Linked DNA regions of Canis lupus: region 1 is linked to region 2. A link is a contact called in public Hi-C data. All regions are on one chromosome and are shown on one strand. The core of a region is the stretch at or near the end of the contact, and the rest is flanking DNA. Distances in the headings are between cores, read along the strand shown.

What was found. A called contact is a pair of places that touch in the nucleus more often than the background predicts.
Region 1: a Hi-C map of skin fibroblasts shows a contact between it and region 2, with 3 times the contacts expected there. The contact joins two enhancer-like sites. A contact is called at or near these places in 4 of 9 Hi-C or Micro-C datasets (amygdala, blood and skin fibroblasts).

What each region holds. Positions count from the first base shown.
Region 1 is chr5:8,594,924-8,600,457 of UU_Cfam_GSD_1.0, reverse strand. It overlaps DDX25 (ATP-dependent RNA helicase DDX25), which reads left to right. Exons shown (of 12, transcript XM_038535710.1): 12 at 610-905. The coding sequence ends at 671. Among named protein-coding and RNA genes, the nearest start is that of VSIG10L2, 19 kb to the right of the region's middle. Within about 2 kb of position 2,792, at least 4 of the 20 cell types and tissues checked have an H3K27ac peak or open chromatin away from gene starts, as enhancers often do.
Region 2 is chr5:8,353,148-8,358,988 of UU_Cfam_GSD_1.0, reverse strand. No RefSeq gene overlaps it. Among named protein-coding and RNA genes, the nearest start is that of RPUSD4, 22 kb to the right of the region's middle. Within about 2 kb of position 1,313, at least 2 of the 20 cell types and tissues checked have an H3K27ac peak or open chromatin away from gene starts, as enhancers often do.

The DNA of each region.
Region 1 (5,534 bases), core at 1,543-4,042, 240 kb before region 2:
TATGGTAAGTGCATTATGACCTCGTTTTGAGAAGTGACAGTGGAGGAGCCTTCACCCCTCTCCCTGTTGCCTTCCTACACCCCCTACACATACACTCACCCCCCACACACCCACTTCATTCCTCCCAGCGCAGCCAGGCTCCCTTCCCAGGCTCCCCTCACTTGCACTCTGGTCTATTTCCTGCCCCAGGGTATCTAGACCTCTGTTCTATTATTTGGTGCATTTGATGTTACTTTAGTCATTCTTATTTGATTATTTTGATGCCATCTCTTCCTTAACTGATCTCGAGAATGTTCATCTCTTAAGGCTTTCCATGCAGCGGATCACAGGAACACATATTTGCAAAATATCACTGTCTTCAGAAATTCAGAGTTGAGGGGTGCCTGGGTGACTAAGTCAGTTAAGCCACTACCTTCAGCTCAGGTCATGATCTCAGGGTCCTGGGATCGAGCCCCATGTTGGGCTCCCTTCTCAGCAGGGAGTCTGCTACTCCTTCTGTCTCTCCCTGAATAAATAAATAAAATCTTAAAGAGAATCCGGAGTTGAGTGGAATGACATTCCATTTAGGCCCTGGGCTCAGACTCGTTCCATTCTCTTTCCTTCTTCTAGACAGCAGTATTAAGCAACTCGACCCTGAAGACATGGATGAAATTGAAAATATTGAATATTGAATATTGAAGACAGAACTTTATTGCTTGTGAAATATCCTAGTTTATGTGAGACTGTCCCAGTGGGTTTCAAAGGTAATTTTTCCCATTGGGGCTTTTTCAAAGTGAAACTGTTAAATATGGCAAAATAAATGTCATGGTAGCCTTAGTCTTAAGATCTGAGGTTGTTTTGAAACCAGATTGTTGTGAAGCACATGATCTTTTTGAATAAAAAAGCAAGATTATTTCTTACTCTAATCTCACTGCAGGTTAACACCTTTGTGTGGGCTACTGGGATGTTGCAGGACTTCGTTTAAGGATCTGAGCACACTGTGCCTCTTGTGAACATGTTACGGTGCCACGAGATGGCAGTAGAACTTCACTGGTTTCGGAATATGAGCTAGTGGAGCCAAGAAGCCACCCAGCTCTGCCTCACTCACAGGTCGCCCTTTCTAGCCACTCACTCACGTCCTTCCCCCTCACATATCTGCTCCCCTCTGCAGGCATGCTCGGGAACAAAGTGTGTGTGTGCGCACACACACACAGACGCATAGACACACATGCACACACACCTACCCATTAGGTGGGAGTGCAGGGTGAAACCTTCAAAAAAGAAAAACAGTTTGAAAGAATATTTTACTTTTCTAATGTTTCAATTGACCTACAGAATGTGAAAATATTTTCTCTGCTTGGCTTCTTAATATGTTCAAATTAGAGCCGATTTAATCCATCATCAGCTATCTAATAGTTTCTCGAAATGTGGCTTTGTTATAGACATTTCTTCAAAACAGGTGGTGGAGGGGACTATTTGCCTTGTAAAAGAAGTAACATTTCATTCAAAGTATATTTGAGAATCCCAGACGTTCTCCTAGAGGTCCCATTGAGATGCTTTTCATTTCTCACATTTGCTGCTAACAAGTGAAACGGTGGGCTGGAGGCAGCTGGGGAAATTGATACTCTCCCAGAAAGCTGAGCAGGTCTGCAGCCTGCAGCTAGAGCCCAGGCCCCGGCTCTGTGCATCCCACCAGAGCCCCACCTGCAGGCACGGGAATGCCCCCGTCCTCCTGGCCTGGAAGGGTATTTCTGGGGTATCTCTTTTGGTATCCTACATGCATAGCTCCCTGCCCATGTTTAACCCCGGGAGCAGGGCTCAGAAATACATGAGAACCACCCAGGTGCCTCATTCCGTGGCAGACATTTATCGTACACCCTTTACGCCAGACACCAGCAAAAGGGAGATGAAAAAGATGTTCTAGCCGTCTCAGACTTCAGAGTAACAGCAGCCTAAGAAGCAGCCAGCAGGATAATAGATGGTGCTGAAGGAGGGAGGGGTGTGCAGGTGGCTGGTGGAGCATGGAGGAGGGGCCCCTAACACCAACCGAGCCAGCTTCCTGGAGAAGACACTGTCTGCTTTTATAAGAGAGAAACGTGCATTGAATGGTGCCTCTCATCATGTTGTCGGTACCACCCTCCACTTAGCTCACATGGGCCCGCTGAGGCAGCCTCCCAGGTCCAACCTGGAGAACTTGAAAAGAAACCATACAGAGTCCTTCGTCTGTGCGGAAGAAGCCAGACCCTCCGAAGAGAGGGCCCAGAAGTACAGTGTCGGGGAGCCAAAGGCATAGGTAAAGCAGTAGGTAATAAAGATCGCTGTCTCAGGAGACGTTTCCAGAGACTGAATCTGTAGGAAGTGGAGCTCCCACTTCTGAATGTCCACTCGGGTTTTGCTCACGCCGTGTCTCCCACAGGGGCTCTCTCTGGGCTGCTATGAGCATGTGGCCAGGCTTCCTGCGCCCACTCAGTGCCCAGCACGTAACAGGTGTTCAGTAAATATTTGTCAAGTAAGTAATCCTTTGCCGTTTCTTCATCCACTAACATTCTTCCTTGATATTTTCCATCCTAGTTTTGAACCCCAATTATATGGCATAAGATGACTGAGCATAGGACATATATCAAGATGTTCTGCTCTCTCTCACTGTTTGAGAATTCAGTGGGACTTAGTGTCATACTCAGCTCCATATCGGCGAGATCTGATGAAAACTGGCCCATTTCCCTGTCCCATCCAGACCCTCCCATAGACTCTCTACCCGTTACCCTCACAAACGTAATTTCCATTTGGCAACTGTTCCCACAGGCTCTGCAAACAGTGGGCATTCTTCGGCCTTCCCCTTGGCCCCTCTCCTCACATCCCCTCTCCTCACATCCCTTTGTCTCGCCACCTAGAGGCAGCAGAGCCGTCCTGTGTTCTGTGTGCATCACAGCCGCCTCGACGAGCTGTCTGGTCTGGTGAGTCAACAGTCAAGGCTGTTTTGCAGGCGCAGAGCCTTGTTGGGAACAACAAGCAGTTTCCACATCTCTGTGCACGGCCTGGCCAAGGTCAGCTCTCAGTTGATGCCGGCCTGGGGAAGGAGCCCATGGAGAAGCAAGGAAAACCAGATGATTTCCGTGCATCTGTGGGCTGGGTTAATCAGCTGTGTATTACTTGGCACCAAATACTAAACCAAATCCATTACGTTTATCTTGGCCAGCCTGATACTGTTAGCGTATTGAAATTCACAATTACGCAGAGCAGGGCTGCGACTCCCGGCGGGAATTGTGAGTGAACACCTCGCCTGGGGCACAGCTCCTATGATGTGAGGTGCTGGATCTAAAGGCAACTATGAATAATAGGAAAGGCGAACGTGTCGATGAGAGTCTGGGAGGATGTCTGACAGCCCTCCTCAGGAGACATTATTGCTTTTGGTGTCGAGAAAGTGTTGATCCTCCTCGGCAAAGCTTGGTCCCAGGGAAGTCCGCTGGCGGTCTCTGCCCCTGCGATCAACAGTGGAAAGTCTTAGAGGCTTGCTGGCGGGGTGGGAGAGATGAATAGTACCTTTCCAGCACCGGGGAGAGGAGCCGTTTGTGTCCAGCCTTGCTTCTGCTCCTGGTCCTCAAGAGGCTCCATCTCCTACCCTTTGGTTCAAGGAGGGACCCCATTGGAAAGAGGACCGGAGCAGAGACGGCACAGCTGTTGGAATGGAAGGTGAAATGGGAGTTCAGAGCAAGGACCTCTCTGTGGGCCTGCACCTCTTTGCCCTCTGAGCTGGAGGGCCTTCCTCTGTTCCCTCCTGCTGTTGTACGGAGAGCCCACACCTGATGGTCCAGAGGGCACGTGGGGCCCAGCAGGTGGGCGTATGCTAGTTTTCCCACCTGTCTGATGGAAGGATTGGGTCCTCTTAAATCCTGCCTCCCTCACTCCACCCCCACCACTTGCAGGGAACCAGCTCGTGTATGAAGGACCCTCCTAACGTTGTAACCCATGGACTATGCTTCAAGGAAGGAATACCAACTGTCTATTCTTGGAAGAGTCCAAAAACAACTGGCCCCAGAATTTTGTATACCTTTTTTTTAACCCATGGCTGAGAGGAAAGTTAGACCTTGCCCTTCTTCTGTCTGCTGATCCTCTTACTCCACCCTCCAAAACACCCCTCTGCCAGTGTTTTCCATTCTAGGTTCTACATTCTTCCATGTTCTCGGCTCGCCTGTGCTCCCTAAAGAGGGCTGGATGGACCAGACTTCTCCCACCCCTCCCTCCCACCCCAGCTGCCTGGGTCCCTCCGAGGCAGGCTGTCAGGGCCATTGTCTTGAGACACTACCCTCTTCCCCTGATTTTCCTTATTGCTTTGTCTCTCAGTCCGCTCAGGCACCGTAACTACCACAGACTGGGTGGCTTAACAGAAATTTTGTCTCTCATGGTTCCGGAGGCTGGAAAGTCCAAGATCAAGGTCTAGCAGTGTTCAGTTTCAGGCAAGGACTCTCTTCTGCCTTCGCACTATGTCCTCACATGGCAGGGAGAGAGAGAGCTAGCTCAGTGCACTCTCTGGTGTCTCTAATCCCATAATCCCATCGCCAGGCCCCAACCTCATGACCTAATTACCTCCCCAGAGCCTCACTTCCAAATATGGTCACACTGGGGCTAGGGCTTCAATATATGAATTTGAGGTGGGGATGGGGAACAAGCATTGTGTCTCACCTGCCAAACAGCACTTTGCAATCTATCATTTTAAAACTACCCATATCCATAACATTCCATTCACTATCATTTAAAAATTTGGGTGAGGTTGAAGAACCATTATCCTTTTATAATGTGATTGTCCACCCCACCATTAAACAGGGAACTTTTAGACCCTTTTAATGAAATACAGAGAACACACCTGAAATGGGATGATTCTTGTTTAAGAGAAGGAACAGTGTGTTCTGAAAACCTAGGGAGGGTCCCACTGCCCACATGGAGCTGTCAGCCCTTCCCTACCAGTTAGTGAGCTTCAGCTTCTACTTGGGTTAGAGACAACCAGAAGCTCTAATATATTAAGAAAGATGAGCACTGAAAAGATGTCTCTCCCCCTCTTATATTCCAGAAGAGATGAAAGAATTTTCTAAATGAGAATCTTTACTGATGTAAAGTCTTTAATCCTTAGAAGCATGGGCAACTATCTCACACTCTTCTTTGGGAATTCATCTTTGCCCATGATTTTTTGTTTTTCTATTCAGTAGTTTGGCTATGGTTTTCTATATTCCCATTTCTAGGATATATTTTTCTTGAGTGGGGATAATGTCTTTATTTTTTTATAAAGATTTTATTTATTTATTTGATACAGAGCACCAGCAGGGGGAAGGACAGAGGGGCAAGGAGACTCCCTGCTGAGCAGAGAGCCAGATGCAGAGCTTGATCCCAGGACCCTGAGATCATGACCTGAGCAGAAGCCAGATGCTTAGCTGACTGAGCCACCTGGGTGTCCCTAATGTCTTATCTTGAGCTTGATATCATGTTAGGAAGAATGATGCGGTTTCACTCTTGCCCCATAGTTTGTCATTTGTGGTTTGGAATCCCAGTTGGAAGGAAATGTT
Region 2 (5,841 bases), core at 64-2,563:
GTGGGTGTGAAGGAGGCTCGCACGTCCACAGCCAGCGCCCTCAACGCCAGCGCTCTGCTGTGAGCCCCGGGCTGGCCTCCCCCACTCTCTGATCCTCAGCTCCTCAGAGGATCAGAGGATCCTCTGATCCTCCCTCAGAAGGAGGGTCCCTGCAATGATTCAACGAGGTAGGCCGCACGCAAGATCCCAGCTGAGCCACTGGCACGCTGCAGGTGCCCAGAACATTCTCTCCCTGAAGCCACGGAGGCACAGAGTTAGCTTCAGTGGTGTCAACGGTGTGACAGTTGGCACAGGCTGTCAGACCACAGGGAAGGGCCGGGAGCCACACAGAGGGCCGGTGGGTCTTCCCGGACTCATGGATGGTTAAATTGAGGCCTGAAGAGGAGCTTCAGACAGGCCAAGGGGCATTGGGGTTGCAGAGAGAAGCCAAAGGAGGAGAGGCATGTGTGAGGCCCTGAGTCGGGGAGGGGTCAGGCCCACCTGAGGACCTGGGGGAACGAGACTGGGGTGCCCATGAGTGAAGGGAACAAGGTGAGGTGAGCAGAGAGGTGAGCAGGGTGCAGGCAGGTCCCCTCCAGGACACGGAATATTCCAGACTATCTGAGGAAGAGTGGAAGCTTCTGAGGAGGCTACACGTGCCCCATCCTTCTTTCCAGTCTTCCAGCCGGTGTGTGAGCCATGGAGGGAACCCAGCTTTGAAGTCAGACCTCAGGATAGGCCGAGATCCTGGCCTACAGAGCCCCCTCTTCCATGTCCCCGCACCCCCACCCCTCCACAGCAGAGGGCCGGATGCTCTGTGGGACCTCAGGACTCACGACAGGGTTGATGACAGGCTTTAGGTGGTGGGGGTGCAGCCTTTCTGCACGGAGGGCTCAGGGGAGGCAGCCCTCCTGGAAGGGAGGCGGGGGGGACTGGTCTGGAAACGTTGGCAGTGCAGCGCGTCTATACTCAGGTTGTTTATCCGGGGGTGGAACAGGTGGACATTAAGAGCCCCCAGCTTTGGGGTGCCGGGGAGAAGAGCACCACTCGTGCTGGGGTCCCTGAGAAGGCGTCCCCGGGCGAGGATGGCCAGAGGAGGCAAGCACCCTGCTCCGGGGGACCTGGAAGACAGGACGTGGACCAAGCTGCCACCCAGAGGACGGAAGGGCAGTAACACAAAGGATAGAGACCCAGGAGAGGGAAATGGGGCAGCAAGAGGCAGAGAGTGAGCCGCAGGGGGGAGGCCCCAGGTGTAAAGAGAAAGGAGAAGGTACTACAGAGACAAAATAGGGGAGGATGGACACACACCTTTGCTGAGAGAGGGACAGACCGAGGAAGAGAGGGGGAGAGAGACCCCGCAGAAGTAGGGCAGGGGCAGAGCAACGGGGAGGGCAGCCCTGGAGCCCCAAGCCTGGCTCTGCCCTGAGACTTGCCGACTGGGCCCCAGGGGGGTGCTCCGGGCAGACCGTGCGCCCCTCCGGAGACGCCTCCCCTCCGTGTTTCCCACGGGAAGCCTTGAGCAGCTTCCAGCCGCCCCATCCGCTCTGTGAGGCTCCAGGTGCAGACGGAGGAGACCCCTGGGAAAGGCCGGCTGGGCCCCCGGCTTCACCCACCCAAAGGCGGCCTCGGGGAGAGGGGGGCGTTCTGGGGATCAGGGCGAGAGCTCCTGGAAGTACCGGGACCCTGACCCCTGCCTGTCACACAGACCCTCCCAGGCTCCTTCCGGGTGCACCTGGGACACAGCGGGGCTGACCGGGGACCTCGGATCCAAGAAGGTCATCATCGAGGGGCCTCAGCACCCCACCCCGGGCTCCCACAGTGTTGACCCACGGCAGCCCCTGCCCTACCCACCACCGAGGCTTCCCTGGATCTGTCCCCTTGGCTCCCCCATCTACAGCTTGGAGACCCAGCTCGGGGACCCCGCCTGCCAGGCCCAAGCTTCCTCCCCAGGCCTGCCCCTTCCTGCCCCAGGTTCCGCTCTCAGGCTGCACCAAACTGCCCGCAGACCCAGCTCTAAACCTGCCCTCTGTCCTCCAGATGCCCTTTCCCACCCTCCACCTGGCGACCCCGCTGCCCAGCCTGCACCTGCACCTGCTCGTGGGCTCCTAACCCCCTGTATGCATCGCCCACACAGTCAGGAATGTGGACTGGCACGAGGCTGCAGCATGGTGTGTGCATCCAACAGTGCCCAGCGGAGCCCGGGTGCAGCGGGTGTCGGGTGGATGGATGTGGGGGGATGACTGGTTATAAGCCACAGCTCACCAGTCACCCTGGGAACTGGTTGCCACTTCACCTTTGGCTTTCCAGCTGGATGGAAGCCCTTGGGCGCAGACCTGTATCTCACCCTCCTCACGCCTCTGTCTGGCTTCAGACGCCTGTGGACTGGAAGAGGAGTAGCCCCAGGGACCCGCCTGAATTCAGGGCATTCACCCAGAGCTCACAGGTGCCAGCGAGGTTCCAGGTTCCGCCTGGGGCTTCACTCCTTTCCAGGAACAGCAAGGTCAGAGATGCTCCCCGCCTTCCCAGGACCCCAAACCCCAGCCCCTCCATGTTGATCTCGGGACAGACCAGAGGAGAGGGTGGAATTGGAGAGCTGGTGACGGGGGCGCTGGTCCATGGAAAACTCTGAGGCAGTTCACGGACACAGAGAACAGTTCAGATGCACATTTCCTGCTGAGCCAGTGCCCGCATTCCCCCCACATGCCAGCAGGTCCGGAGAGAGGCTGTGTGCAGCTGCTGCCCAGGGTGCCTTTGGAAAGAGCTGGGCCGACACCCTGGGCCCAGCACCTCGGTCCCCAGAAGCTTGAGTTCAGTGATTGGGGAGTCAGGCCAGAAGGCCCAGGAGGACTCGGGGCCTGGGCAGTTCTGGCCCGAGGCTTTTCTGCCCCTCTCTGGTGGGGCTCAGCTCCCACAGAGGCTCAGATGCTCCTGGGACAGGCCTATGTGGGGTCCTGGGGGTCACCCAGGTGCCCACCCACAAGAACACCTCCCATCGGTTTGCACACTTCCTAACTGGCCTCCAGCACCGGGCAGGCTGGTCAGCATCTGCCCAGCAGAAAACCGAGAGGGCAGGACAGGGGAGGGCAGACACTGGACCAACGTCAAGATAGTCACTGTCATCAGGTTCACCTTGAAGCCCGTCCCTGTCCTTATCCCCCCCAGGACAAGCTCTCCAGAGCAGCCTAGTACCTGGCCCTGAGCAGGTGCCATGCAAGGTCAGGGAGAGACAGTGCGCTGAGTCCGGGTGTGAGGAGGCAGGACAGGGACAGAGCCCCCTGACAGGAAGCAGCCCGTGACCAGCTAGCTGGTCAGGTGCACACAAAAGCTGCTGTGTCCCCAGCTGCCCCCTCCCCCCAGCAGGCCCTGGACCCTACCCTGCCAGGCCCGTCTTTCCCAGGTGTCCTGAGCTGCCTGGCCTTGTCAGCAATTGTTAGGACAGGATACCAGCACTGACAGCTCTTATTCATGCTGCAGAGGTGAGGACAGCTTAATTCCCTGACCCAGACACAGGGCTGCTTGCCAATAGGTGTGGGGCCACCGCTGACCCCTGCCCTTCCCTCCCTGAACGGTGGGCACAGGGACAAAGCCTCTGATGTCCCTCATGCCCCAGGGCTCCCCCCTCTCCTCTCCCTCCTCCTCTGCCTCCCCTTACCCTCTCCCTGCACCAAATAGCAGGCACTGGTAGCAGCTAAATTGCCCAGGGATGAGTGATGTTGGGTGCTGGGCTCAGGGGGATTGGGGGTGGGGTGCAGAAAGCAAGCTCAACACAGCAACCTCGACCCTCCCCCCCCCGCCGAGGTTGGGACAGAGAAAGGGTGTGGGGGGGTCCCTTAGCCCTGGTGTGCTGGGCTTCTCGCCCTCGGGTCAGGAGCCAACGAGCTCCGGCTTCCCGTGAGCACCTTTAGGCCACCCCACGCTCCTCAGGAAACCCAGGCCCGTGCTCTCCTGGGCACACACCTGCATACCTGCGGCCTGGGCACTGGCGGGTCGTCTGCCATGTTCTCTCCCTGCGTTCAGCATCTTCGGTGGACAACCCCATCAGGGGACACCTGCATTCTTCCCTGACCTCAGGAGCAGCTCCTGAGCTGCTCTGGAGGCTCCTCACATTGGTTCCTGGGACTCTGACCACTCAGGCGTTGCCTGGTGGCTCCTAAGTCAAGGCCTCCCCACGTCCAGCCTGGACTTCCAACGTCTGTCCATGGAGGGAAGAAGGGAGGACCTACCTCCTGCTCCCTTCCTACCTGTCTCTAAACTGTAGTAAGGATGGCACAGTTGGGACACCTGGGTGGCTCCATGGTTGTGCATCTGCCTTAGGCTCAAGACATGATCCTGGTCTTGGGATCGAGTCCCACATCCGGCTCACCACAGGGAACCTGCTTCTCCCTCTGCCTGTGTCTCTGCCTCTCTGTGTGTCTCTTGTGAATAAATAAATAAAATCTTAAAAAAAAAAAAAGGATGGCACAGTTGGGGCTGTTGTCACACACACCCCGGGGACTCTAAGAAAACATACAAATGGCCCAAAGAGCCCACCATGAGACCTGCCTCCTCTCCAGAACCACCACTGGAAATCTAAGGCTGCATCTGAAGTCGGGCAGCGATGTGCGGTAAGAAGGTGGGCCCAGGTCTCAGCCCCTCACTTCTGGGCCACAGGCAAGTTGCTTCCCTTGAATTCCTGGTCTCTGAAGTACCTACTTCAGGGAACCATTCTGAGGATTTGGTAAGATCACATAGAATACATGGCACGGTTGGCTGGGGCCTCTAAGTGCTCAGGATAAGCCAGTGGCCGTGGCTCTACCTGGAATGGCTGGAGTGATCACTCACCACCCAGGAGAGTGGCGGATGCCACCATCCTTCCAGAAGGTTCTATCTCCAATGACAGGCAAGACTCCTCAGTTGGATCCAAATACTGAGTTACTGAGGCACCTGGGTGGCTCAGTGGTTGAGTGTCTGCCTTCGGCTGAGGTCATGATCCCGGGTTCCTGGGATCAAGTCCCACATCAGGCTCCCTGTGGGGAGCCAGCTTCTCCCTCTGCCTGTGTCTCTGCCTCTCTCTGTGTGTGTCTCATTAATAAATACATAAAAATCTAAAAACAAAAAACAAGTAGGTTTCTGGAACTCCCAAAAGAAGAAAAGAAAGAAGGAGAAGCCTTCGGTCCAATCATCAGCCCTCTCCCTTGCTTTCTTTCCCTCTTTGGCTTTTCTTCCCTAGGCCAGAGAAGTCAGGGGATAGGGGAAGTCTGGTGTTTAACTCCAGAAACACACACACATACACACACACACACACAGGGAAACTTCTGGAAAATTCTGTAACTTTAGACAGGAAAAAGGCCAGACTCCAGGGCTGGGCCAGGATGGGCTGGCAGCCTTTCAGGCCTGCCTGGAGGAGGCCCTGGCGTGTGTGTGTGTGTGTGTGTGTGTGTGTACGCATGCATGTGACTCGGAGTTGCTCAAAGAGCTCAAAGGGGGCCAGTGGTTCTCTTCTCCTGCCTGTCCTCCTCCTTCCTCCCTGCCTGTTCCTCTCCTCTCCCTTCCCCCTAGGGGGGCGGGAACCCTCAGGAGTCGCTGAGCTACCTGCAGTGCAAGCCCATCACACTGTGACCCCGGAGGCCCCTCCGGCACCCGGACTCCCAGGACTCAGGCAAATGCCCTTCTCGGACTTTGCTGCCTGGGGTCATCGCCACAGGCTCCGTAGAATCAACCACAGCCCAAGCGGGTGGGTTGAGCCCCCATCCTAGGTGTCCCCGCGGTGCCTCTTGTCCCCCCAGAGAGGGCATGCGAGCAGGCCCAGGTCACAGCGTGGAAGGCAGGCCACAGGGCCACATGCAGGCCGCAGGTGCAGGACAAGGGGCACGGAGCAGCCCA